Regions from separate parts of the Sus scrofa genome. Here region 1 is linked to region 2. Evidence: chromatin contacts called from public HiChIP or PLAC-seq data. All regions are on one chromosome and are shown on one strand. The core of a region is the stretch at or near the end of the contact, and the rest is flanking DNA. Distances in the headings are between cores, read along the strand shown.

Evidence for each region. HiChIP or PLAC-seq counts read pairs in DNA pulled down with a chosen protein or histone mark.
Region 1: an H3K27ac HiChIP or PLAC-seq map of skeletal muscle shows a contact between it and region 2, with 3 times the contacts expected there. The contact joins the enhancer-like site here to the promoter of RNGTT in region 2. A contact is called at or near these places in 2 of 5 promoter capture datasets (fetal liver and liver), 10 of 47 Hi-C or Micro-C datasets (blood, epiblast stem cells, fetal liver and 6 more) and 2 of 2 datasets of contacts at active chromatin or transcription factors (alveolar macrophages and skeletal muscle).

Annotation. Positions count from the first base shown.
Region 1 is chr1:57,210,953-57,217,352 of Sscrofa11.1, reverse strand. It overlaps PM20D2 (peptidase M20 domain-containing protein 2), which reads right to left. Exons shown (of 7, transcript XM_013992683.2): 5 at 4,839-4,974; 6 at 3,436-3,543; 7 at 1-3,201. The coding sequence ends at 3,047. Among named protein-coding and RNA genes, the nearest start is that of PM20D2, 26 kb to the right of the region's middle. Within about 2 kb of position 3,687, at least 1 of the 83 cell types and tissues checked has an H3K27ac peak or open chromatin away from gene starts, as enhancers often do. A contact at or near this core is called in skeletal muscle, where this site is marked.
Region 2 is chr1:57,060,732-57,066,431 of Sscrofa11.1, reverse strand. RNGTT (mRNA-capping enzyme) reads left to right here and starts at 4,447. Exons shown (of 16, transcript XM_021089928.1): 1 at 4,447-4,727. The coding sequence starts at 4,664.

The sequences.
Region 1 (6,400 bases), core at 2,438-4,937, 150 kb before region 2:
CAACCTCCTAAAAATATTCATCTGTTAAGTATAAAGAGCTATATATATATATATATATATATATATAAAACCCTTCTTATCTAAAAGTGACACAGTTCTCATGTAATCTAGTGGTTTCTCATTTATCTCCCCAAATCTTTGAAGACTTAATCCAAAATGTGAGCACTATTCAACAATGGTAATTTATGCTAAGAAGCATATACGTTTATGAAAATTTAGCATATTACAAATATGCCACTGAATTATGAGGCTAAAGAAAGAACTCAGTTCCAAAAGAAGAAACCACTGTGACAAAGGAAGCAGTCTCCCAAATTCAGGTGGATACTGAAGATGAGCTACAGCTGGTTCCTCTGGACATGAGATTTTCTGACCTGGCATTTTTCTATGTATTTATTTACACCTTTTAGTGTAATATGGCTCAATTAACTCAGTGTATACAAGAAGTAAAAAGGGGTTTTAAAAAATCTGAAGTATGTTAAATAGCTGTTAAAGTAATACTAATACTAATAACGTAAAGTAATAATAGGCTGAAATGGCAAGGTGAGATCTGGGGTGGGGGCAGCCGAATACTCCCAGATAAGACTCCAGAGCACCAGTTCATAACCTCTTTTCGGACAGGATAAATCCAGGACCTATTCCAATGGATAATCTCATATTTTGACCAAGTTTTTAAAATGCTGAAAGGAAAACAGTCTCACAGAAACTCAGAAATGACGTAATCCTCGTGGTACATTGACACCACCTCTCAGGCTGGGCTGGGGCAGGCGGTGTTGCTACACATCACACCTCTTCCCTGCACACCAGCAGCAACTCCACACCTTGCAGGATACTTGTCAGGATGCAAGTAAATCAGTAAAGTCAGAATGCTAACCTGACACTAATTTGTTTCTAAAAGGGAGATGACTCCAAACAATCAACTGGTGATAGTTCACAAAAGACAGAATATCAGTATGTCAGGAGACTGGTTAACAGTAACTGTTCTAGACTTTTATCAAGGCTTTAGAGCGTAAGGGCACATTCCTTAGAGTGTGCAAGATTTACATAAGGATTTTTTTTTTTTTTTTTCAGCTGCACCTGCAGAATGCAGAAGTTCCCAGGCCAGGGACTGAACCTGAGCCACAGCAAGTGACAATGCCAGATTCTTAGCCCCTAAGCTACTGGGGAACTCCCTATATAAGGAATTTAAAGCTTGTAACTGAGAAGTTTATTAATTGATAATTAGGAAACTAACTGTTTTGATAAACCAGAGGTCTTTGGATAGCCATTCTCAGCATGAAGCCTTTGTTCATCCTTTTCCTATCTGGAAAATACATCCCACCATGACATTTTGAGATTATAAATAATCAGACAAAGAGTGTCATGGAGGATCAAGCTCTAAAAGCAGAGATGAAGAGTTAGAAGAGCGGCTTGCATAGGGGACGGTCTTAAGGCAGCAGGGTAGCTACATCCTAGAACAAAGTAAATGCTAAAAGAAAGCAAACTTCTAAAGTGCCAGAACCCCCAATAAGGACAAGCCCAGTGCATTATAAAGGTCGACACCAGGGCACTACCATCTACATCCCTTTCTCAATGTTTTCAATTCAGAGGACTGAAGTTTTATTCTAGGATAAAATGTGATTATATGTTGTAAACCAAAGAGAATGTTTTTATTTTACTGTTATATAGGAACCCTTTAAAAACGTACAGACCATTTTTAGCATGCTGGCCATATAGAATCAGGCCGCTTGCCAAATCAGGCTACAGTCAGCAGACCCCTGATACAGAAGAAAAGCAATTCTCAACTATTCATTCTCCTCTAAAATTCTCCCCTCTTTCTTTCAACTTTGAATAATTTCAGATGAGGAATTAGAGTTTAAAGGACTCTATGGATAAGGGATCTCATCTAACTTTCCAAATGAGAAACTAAAGACTCAGGGCACCCAAGTGACTGGTTTAAGGTGCAGAGGCCGAACGCTGCCTTTTCTCTCCTTCCATTTTGGGGACACTTTCGCTCAAATGTGAGGACTCCCTTTAAAGTACACTGGACCTTCACTTATTCACAGCTTAAAATATTTGTTACACTGGATACTTTTTTCACATTCTTTTATTATGTTCAAGAAAATCACACCAGAAAAAACTTAAAATGCTTTTTAGTTTGGCTTGTGCTAGCATGCTTAGAATTCTGTCGCCTAAACTCAGTAAACTATACTGTCCAGTCAGGCTGGACAGAATGGTCTGGTTCTGAGGGGAAGCCTGAATAGAGGTGCTAGGTAGAAGGGACCAGTTTCAGGCATTAACAGTCAAAGTAAGGAGGCACTGCTCCTCTCTCAGTAAATTCCTCTAGACATATGGGGTCACCAAGCAAACAGCTTATGGGAAGGGTCTAACGCTATCCATCTTTTTTCCTATTACAGAAATATGGAATGAGGAAGAGCACTTTAATGCCACTTCTTAGAGTAAATTTGAGAATAAAATTTTTTTCATTTTCCTTCAAATGGTAAAAACCAAAGTTTATTCTTTGTACCTGAGTTTCTCATGGTTTCTGCATAGCATTCCTGATTAAAAGCACTACCTTTATTACCAATGAAGAAATTTTCTAAATCTAAGCAGGTATAGTCAGAGAGTCCAAATGAACTTTCCCTAAATTTAGTGCTTGAATTTTAGAACAACTTTAGAGCACAAGTTTACCACCCTCTACCAAAAAAATCATTCAGGTGTCAATTCTGAATATAAGGTTTGAAATTTCTTGGATCTTTTAAAGTATATTCATACAACATATGGATTTAGAAAATATAATCTCTGATAAACTGTGTCATCCAGGTTATTTACAAAATGCTATCACATACCAGCTCTGAAAAACTATAATTCCATCAGATACAGATTTGTGAAATTTTGATTCTAAGTATGAGGTGACATGTTTTCTCCACATCACACCCTCACTTTTCAGGTAAGAGAAACATGACTCCTTTAAGACTGAAAAACAAGCCACATCCTCCTCCCTATTAAAAAAGATTAAGGAAAAAATCACACTTCTTAATGATCCATAAGTGGCTCCTAAACTTTCCTTTTATTCTACTGTATTTAAAAACTCTTCTTCTCGAAGTTTCAATTTAAAGTCCTCTCTGATTTTTTCTAGCAACTCTGGCTTAAAAATAACATCCAATGCAGTCATTGCCAGCGCTTTGGCCGTTCGCAAGGTGTAGAACTGAGCTTCTTGTGACCCTAAAAGATAGAGAAAATGAATAAAGATAACTTCATATGTATTACAATTGATGTGTCAGTTTTTAGGTCAGCTTTCAATATCTAAATCACCTCTCCTACTGCCCACCATAACATAGATTTACCGAGGTCATGTTAGGTAAGGAAATAATAATAGGCTAAAATAAATAGTTAGAAAGGCAGCTATGGCTACAAAGAGAGAGCATGTGCCAAACATTCGCTTCTAATAACACTTACCTGCAGCTTCAGTATATTGTTCTGTATGATTCAAGGCTTGAGATCCAATGTAAAAATATGGATGAATCCCAGGAACCACAAAAGTAACATTTCCAAAGTCGGTAGATCCTTGGAAAGGTAAGACAAACCATGAATTTCTAGTTGCTAGTCCAGTGGACACTAGAGGACACTTAATCTCCACAGTGCCTGTCATGATTTACCACTCCTTCCCTTCTAGAAATTCTCTACCCTTTTGGCTCCCATGACTTCACTCTTTCCTGACTGTCTGGCTTCCTCTGCCTCCTTCTCTAGTCACTCCCTTGGCCTGTCTCCTAAGTGCAGGAGATCCCTAGGGTTTCGCCTCGGGCTACTTCTCCCTCTGTGTCCTCCGGCAACCACATCAACACTGAAACCTGTGTTTTCAATTAGCTCTTGTGTACTGACAACCCCTCAGTCTCCACCTAGACAACTTTTAGGGGTTCCAGATTCAACAGGCTACTGGAGAGCTTTCCTTAGAAGTTCTGTGAGCACCTCAAATTTAACAAGCTAATAATTTATACCAACCCACCATACTCCAGCCTGCTCTCTCTTGAACATTCTTATCTCCCTGAATGACATCAATACCCAGTTTTATCTCCAGGTCCTTCTGAATGGACTTCACCAACATCTATTATATTTTAAGAGGCACATGTCTAACATACAACCATATTAGTAATAATGCTCTTAAAAGGGAAAAAACCCAAAATAATCTGATATGCTTATGATTATTTAAATTCTAATAGTTGTTCTCCTCAGAAACTGAGGAGTTTCTGCCCCCATATAATAAAGTCCTTAGTAACCTGTTTACTGATGACTGAGAGTGCATTAAAATTCTATTTCCCCTCTAAACTGCTTTCTTAAAAAGTAGAACTAAGGAAATTTAAACACTAGAAATAGCTGGAACATAAAGCAGAGTACACTGGCTATTGCTAAAAACAAATCTGCTCATTTGACATTCTACATTCACTGAAGAGTTCCTTAGTTTCTTTCCTCTAATTAAATTTGTGAAAATACGTCATTTAAAAAAATGAGCAAGGGAGTTCCTGTCATGGCTCAGTGGAAACGAATCCAGCTAGCATCCATGAGGACACAGGTTTGATCCCTGGCCTCACTCAGTGGGTTAAGGATCAGTGTTGCTGTGAGCTGTGGTGTTAAGTCGCAGACACAGATCTGGCGTTGCTGTGGCTATGCTGTAGGCCAGTGGCTACAGCTCCAATTTGACCCCTAGACTGGGAACCCCCATACGCCGTGGGTGTGGCCCTAAGGAAAAAAGACAACAACAACAACAACAAAAATTGAGCAATACCTCCCCAACCTCCAAACTGTTAAACAAAACCACTGTGCCTTCTTCAAATAGCACAATATGGTTGAAAGGACTTAATTACCTGAAGGGCCATTGAACACTGCATCTTCTGAAATGAAGTCTATGCCCAGCTTTTTTCCGTTTTCAACATAAGCCTTCCACAGGCTCTTATTGGGAAGAACGTTATAATAATCATGTGCTCCAGCTTTAATTTCTACCTAATAAAAAATAATAAAGAAATTTTGAATTAAGAAACTCAAATTCACTACCTAGTTCTCAAACCAGCAATAGTTCTCTAACAGAAAGAGGTTTAAGTGGGGGCACCTTCCCTTTAGGAAATCTTTTACCTTCAGAAAATCTCTCTCAAATATTTTACCTTTAAAAAAAAAAAAAAACCAAAAACTTTTCTATAATGAGAGTTCCTAGGACCCTATCTTTTTTATGTTACATGTGGAACAAAGATCACCTAGCTCTACCAGCCAGTGAGTTTCAGCTTCAGTCACCTAAAAAAGTTGTAGGGGAGGCCAGGACTCTCCATGTTAAGCAGCAGCCCCAAGTAATACTAATGCAGGTGATCCAAAAACTACACTCTTAAGAAACACTGCTCTAGGTTGTAGCCTCTCAAAGAAATAAAGATTTACTAATATTCAATGTACACAGTGACACTGACACTACTGCCTGGTTTGAAAGGTATAAAGTACCCTGAGAGAAAAAGACAGGATTCACAATGGGGAAGGGTTGACTATGGTCCTCACTCATTAATTTCAGGGCATGAAGATACAGAAGCAGTTTATATGTGCCCAGTTAAGAGGATTTACAGATTTAGATTTCATTAAATCAAAATGGGCAATACTCCTGCAAACTAAAGATAATACCAATAACATTAGCAAAAACCAATTATAAAATGGCAGAGATGATTCTTCTATTCTTAGCAACACAAGTTAGAAACAATGACACACTAAGCATATACTACAAGTCAGTCAAAACATAAAAAAATTATTAAAAGACTGTTTAAAGCATAAGGGAAGAAGAGATAAGCATCTACCTCATACAAATTTTAATGTAGTAATCATAAAGATACTCAAAAGAACTCGGAGGAAGAATGGATGAACAGAGTGAAACTTAGAAGTTTTTAACAAAGAGGATTATAAAAAAAGAACCAGAAGAGCTAAAAAATACAATAACTGAATTAAGAAATACACTAAAGGACTCAATAGTAGATTAGATGACACAGAGGAGTGGATTAGCAAACTGGAAGAGAGAGAGTAGTGAAACTCAAACTGAACAGAAAAAAGAAGAATGAATTTTAAAAAATGACAGAGACCTCTGGGACATCAGGACTACGAACATCTGTATGACAGGGGTCCTAGGAGAGAGAGAAAGGGGTAGCGAACATATCTGAAGATAATAACTAAAAGCTTCCCTAACCTAGGAAAGGAAACAGACATCTAGTCCAGGAAACACAGAGAATTCCAAACCAGATCAACCCACACCAGGACACCTTGTCATTAGATGGCAAAAAAAACTAAAGATAAAGAGAGAATATAAAAAGCAAAAAGAGAAAAGGAACAAGCTACATACCAGAAAGAGAATTCCCACAAGACTAGCAACTGACTTTTCAGCCAAACTCTACTGGCCAGAAGG
Region 2 (5,700 bases), core at 3,198-5,697:
CCTGTGGCATACGGAAGTTCCCTGGCTAGGGGTTGAATCAGAGCTATAGCTGCGGGCCTACACCACAGCCAAGGCAACGCAGGATCCAAGCCTCATCTACGACCTACACCGTAGCTTGTGGCAACACTGGATCCTTAACTCACTGAGCGAGGCCAGGGATTGAACCTGCATCCTCATGGATACTACTAATTGGGGCCTTAACCTGATGAGTCTCAATGGGAACTCCCCATTGCAGATATTTCTGGAGATGGCTCTATTTGGGAATAGGACTTCTATCTAAATTCTTTTTTAGGCAGTGAGGGGAAGGTCCAAATTTCTTAAGTCTTCCGAGCTTCATTTTTTTCAGCTTAAAGTAACCCACACGCCAAAGAGACATTCTGGGGTGGCCAGTTTTGTCTCCCTACACCAGCCACATGTGCTTATTTAATCCCTCTGCTGGGACCATCTGCTTAGTGAGGAAGGTATTGGGCCTTACTCCAGACTGTAGTTTGGGGATCTGGGAGAGGAATGGCTGTAAGTGCACCAGAAGGAGAAGGCCTGACTACAGGGTTTTCAGCTTCACAAAAGTTGCCCTTTCCCCACAGGGTGGCCAAGGAGCCCTGGGAGCCTTGCCAAGGACCAGTGTCAGCCAAGGAAACAGATGATCAGTGACAAGAGACCAGCCCCTCCCCTCACCTCTTTCTTGGAGACGTGTTGTTAGAGCCCCTGAAACCAAAAAAAAATTTTTTTTTTTGGGCTGCACCCATGGCATATGAAGGTTCCCAGGCTAGGGGTCGAATCAGAGCTACAGCTGCCAGCTTACACCCTCATCCTCATGGATCCTAGTCAGATTCAGTAACAGTTGAGCCATGAAGGGAACTCCCAAAGAGGCCTTTTTAAAGGGAATGTGAGGGAGTTCCCTTTGTGGCGCAGTGGTTAACGAATTGGACTAGGAATCGTGAGGTTGTGGGTTTGATCCCTGGCCTTGCTCCGTGGGTTAAGGATCCGGTGTTGCCATGAGCTGTGGCGTAGGTCGCAGACGCAGTTCAGATCCTGCATTGCTGTGGCTCTGGCATAGGCTGGCGGCTACAGCTCTGATTCGACCCCTAGCCTGGGAACTTCCATATGTTACGGGAGCGGCCCCAGAAAAGACAAAAAAAAAAAAAAAAAAAAAAGGGAATGTGAGGAAGGGGACTCACAGGGTAGGTGATCAGCTCATGCGCAATTCTCTGACTGGTGGATGGTGAGGTAACAGGGCAGTGCCACATGGGTTAACATTTCAATCCTCAGGCTCCAGTTGGTCTCAGTCATCAGGTGGTTAATTTCTTCCATATGGTGGAGGGTTAAAAACACCTGTAAAACAACTCAGGAAATGTGCATCAGATATTGTTATTTAGGTACTTCAGAGAGGAGCTAAAGCAGAGGACGTGGAGGGAGGGCTCTGTCCCAGGGAGGCCCCATATTGTCCTGCTCAGTTTCTAGCAGTACACACAAAAAGGGAGGGGCACAGAAGGGTCTTTTAACACCTCTGTCTCAGACTATGACTTACTTCCCGGAAAAACTGAATGGTTCTCTGAAAAAGGAAGACATATACAGCCTAATTCCTGGGATTCAGAAAACTTGTGTTGGGAGTTCCTGTTGTGGCTCAGTGGGTTAAGAACCTGACATAGTGTCCATGAGGATGAAGGTTTGATCCATGGCCTTGCTTAGTGGGTTAAGGATCTAGTGTTGCCGTGGCTGTGGTGTAGGCCTCAGGCTGCAAGTATGATTTGATCCCTAGCCTGCAAACTTCCATAAGGTGCAGCCCTTAAAAGAAAAAAAAAAACAACTTGTGTTTCTGCAAGCCTGGACACATCCAGAGACAAGAGTAGGTGTAACAGGTTGAATTGTCCCCAAGGATGTGTTTAACTTCTAACCTCTGGTACTTGTGAATGAGACTTTATTTGGAAAGAGGGTCTTTGCAGATGGAATCTTGATGAGTTTATCCTGGATTAAGGCCCACCCTAATCCAATATGACTAGTGTCACATGAAGAGATAAATTTAGATATAGACACAGAGAGAGAGTTTGCTCCACAAGCATAGAAAAGAAAGAAGCCAGCTTTAACCAGATAAAGCAAAATTACAAGAAACTGAACTAAACCAGACTCTGATGCACATCACAGGCAACCGCTAATGAGACTGCAAAAAGAGAGAACTCTTTCTCTTATAGAGCCAAATATATACAAATCCATTCCACCCATGTTCTCAAAATGAACGATAAATAGACCTGACGTGAGAGGACTTGGCCGCACCACTCGTTATACATTCTTTCAAGTTCATCCTCAATTTACTTGGTAATCAGCTTGGCCACCTGTGTTAGGTAATTGCCATTATTTTCCTATTTCTATGACTTACAGCTTTAGGTTAAATTCCCAGGGAGATAGGGGGCGCTGTCTTCCTTCATGTTTACAAAGAGATGGCTTCCAGGGAGTAAGAAAAAGTTCCTGGGTTGTGAAGCAGGCAAGGGACTCATTTAGCTGTTCAAAAGATTTATAGAGGTATCAATTTGTGGTGAGGAAGGATTAACAAATGTAAGTTTTCTCACAGAAATGCTTTAGGGACAGGGAAAGTTTTTTCCTTTTTGTCAACAGGGGAAATTCAATCTCATTTTTATATACCTTTACACACCTTTCCTTATGGGCAAAAGAAATGATCCATGGAAGAATTCATTCACCAAGAGCCAGTAAAGAGGAAGCCAAGACATATTTATGAGAATGTGTTGACTGTTTCAGGAAGCCAGCAAGGAGTTGTGTTGGTCCCTCTGCGGGCATCTATTTTTCCCCTTGAAGAAAAGCAGAGAGGTGGGACTAGGAGTGAGATAGGCAGAAACACTCTTGGCAAAGGATTCCTGGGAGGGAGAAATTGCCGGCTCACCCAGCTCACTTTGATACCACTCTCCTACTCTGTCCACTCTTGTGGGCAGAAGGGAGCCACATGGCCTTCCCGGTCTGTTGGCACTAAGGTTGGAGAGGGCATAACTGGGTAGTGGTGTAAAAATGAAGCACAGACTGCTGCCTTACAACCCAAAACAGCCACTCATCGTTGGTATGAAGCCTCTGTGAAGCTCTCCCTGTGCCAGGAATGAGCTCCCTGGGTGACACAGTGTGTGAGGAGGACAGTCTCCAAGGGGAGTCATCCCCAGGAAGGGAAAGTGAGGTATTTTCCCAGGACCAGGCTCACCTTTTCCATCCTTGGAGATTTGGGGAATCAAACATTGCACCACTCTGGGCTTGGTACCAACTCTGTCCTGCCAGCAGAAGATAGAACAGGGCATCATCTGGGCAGATTGCTGCTCTGTAAGGAAACAGGCTTATCTGGTCCTGTCGGCAGAGGAATGATGTTTTTTCCCCAAAGATCTCAGCAGATGTAACCACAGCACAGATCGCCAGGATGACCTAACTCAGGCTCTCTCAGAGAGACAGCCATTGGGCCCTCTCTATTTACTGGGAGGATTCTGATCTTACTGAGATCGTCCAGGCATTCAAGGGCTGAACTGTTGGGCCAGTTTCCCATCGACGCTTTATGATGCCTTCTCCCAAACCTCAAGCTCTTGCAGGTCAGATATAGCACAGGTACTTAAAACCAAACTGCTGAGTTATAACTTGCCAGCATCCAGCTTCATATGTAATACTTTAACTAAATTAGTCTGGTAACTTGCTAATGGACATAGTTTATAAAGCGCCTCCAGTCACCCGTGTTTAACTCGAAGGGAGAGACAGTTTGGTAAAGCAGAGAACACCGCCATGTAGTGGTACTCTGCTCTCCGATTCCTGCCTTTGCCAATTATACACATTAGTAATTTTGAGACATGGACCCTCTGAGACTCCCAAATATGATATAAAATTTTCTCTAGAAATGTACAGACAAAACTCATAAAAAATGTTTTGGGATTAATTTCAGATGTTTCATGGATCCCTAGAAGTACTCTGAAAAAAAGAAACTCATTTCCGATGCTCCAGTCTCTCGCCCTTAGAATTTCTCTAAAGCTGGTTTCCCTAATCCACGGCAGAAAGAACTTTCCAAATTCCCATTCAAACTCAGATTCTGTCGGGACGCCAAATTTGACCGAGGAATGGCGATCAGGCCCTTGAGCTATGACAACAGAGGAAAGGCCCCTTTCTTAGTAAAACGGATGCATTTATGAAATCTGCGGACCAGTCTACGTGTGGAAAGAGGCTTGGTTTCACGATTTCTGGAGTCTCCATTTGCTGCCTAGAAAGGAAAATAAGAGTCGCCCTGCGGGACTCCAAACTGTGGCAGCAGCGCATGCGTGGAACCACCCTAAGAAAGGGGCTGGGATGGGACCCGCGCGGGGCGGGTCGAAGGAAGACCGCCCCTTTAGTTCTGGGCGTTAACTCCTTCCCACCCCTCCCCCGAGCTGTCTCTCTTCACCTCTGACCTCGGAAAGAAGTGGGTGGGGCCTTTGGGGGCGGAAGTAGCGGTGCATTGTGGGTTAGTCTAGAGTTGAGCGGAATGAAAGTGGCGCGCGGTCGCTGACAGTAGCCCGGGTCGGGGCTGCTCGGGTTCGGACGCTGGCCGGGATTCGGGTGCCTCGGACCTCGGGTGCAGAGCGAACCGCGAGGAGGCGGCGGCGGAGGCGCGGCGAGCGTTGGTGGAGGGGGCGGCTGTGCGCGGCCCCAAGACATGGCTCACAACAAGATCCCGCCGCGGTGGCTGAACTGTCCACGGCGAGGCCAGCCGGTAGCAGGTAAGCGGGACGGGGGGGTGGCGTTCGAGTGCCTGAGCACCCGCGGGTCCATGGGTGGGCTGAGGGGGCGCAGCTTGCGATAGTTCAGTGTCTGGTGGTGGTGTTTCAGGACCGAGATGTGCTCGGTCCGATGAAGCTTCGTGGATGAGTGTTTGGGAACCTGGACCGGAGCAAGTGGGGGCACTTGTCAATATCCAGTAAGGCTGAGTGTTGCCATCGGGAAGGTAGATAGGGGGTTTGTGTGGCAGGAGCTGAGGACTAAAGAACTCAGTGGGCAATACTTTTCAGCTTAGGAGTTTGTGAAAGGTTCTCGGAAGGGGAGGGGACAAGTGTCAGTTTTGAGATGAAGGAGGTTGCTAAAGAGGAGGAGGAGGGGCAGTTTTTAAGCGGTGAAATTGATCTACACTGAGACTGGAGGTTTGTTTTTGTTTTGTTTTGATTTTTTTTTAACATGACTCACGTTGAGGGCTTTTTCATCTTTGACTTTGACACAACAGACTTTAAATTTAAAGCCTGATAAATTTTGACTTCCACGCGCGCAGGTACACACACACCCTGTGAATCACAATCAAGGTAGTAAACACATTCAGCACCTTTTATGGTTTCCTCCTGCGTTTTGTGATCTCCCCCGCGCCCTCAACCAGTGATCTGCTTTCTGTCGCGGTAGATTTAGTTTGCATTTTGTATGCTCTTTTTTGGGGGGGGGGAATCCTCTGTTTTCTTTCACTCAGCATTACTGTTTTGAGATTTATGCATGTTCTGGTATGTATCAATAGTTCGCTCTTTTTATTTCTTAGTATTCTGTTGTTATGAATACAGATTAGTTTATCCATTTACTTTTTGATGGTCCTTTGGGTTGTTTCCAGTTTTTGACAGTTGCAGACTAATTTGCTGTGAACATTCACCTACCTTTCTTTGTATGCACATGTGCTTTCATTTCCCCTGTGTAAATTTTTAGGAGAGCAATGCATCA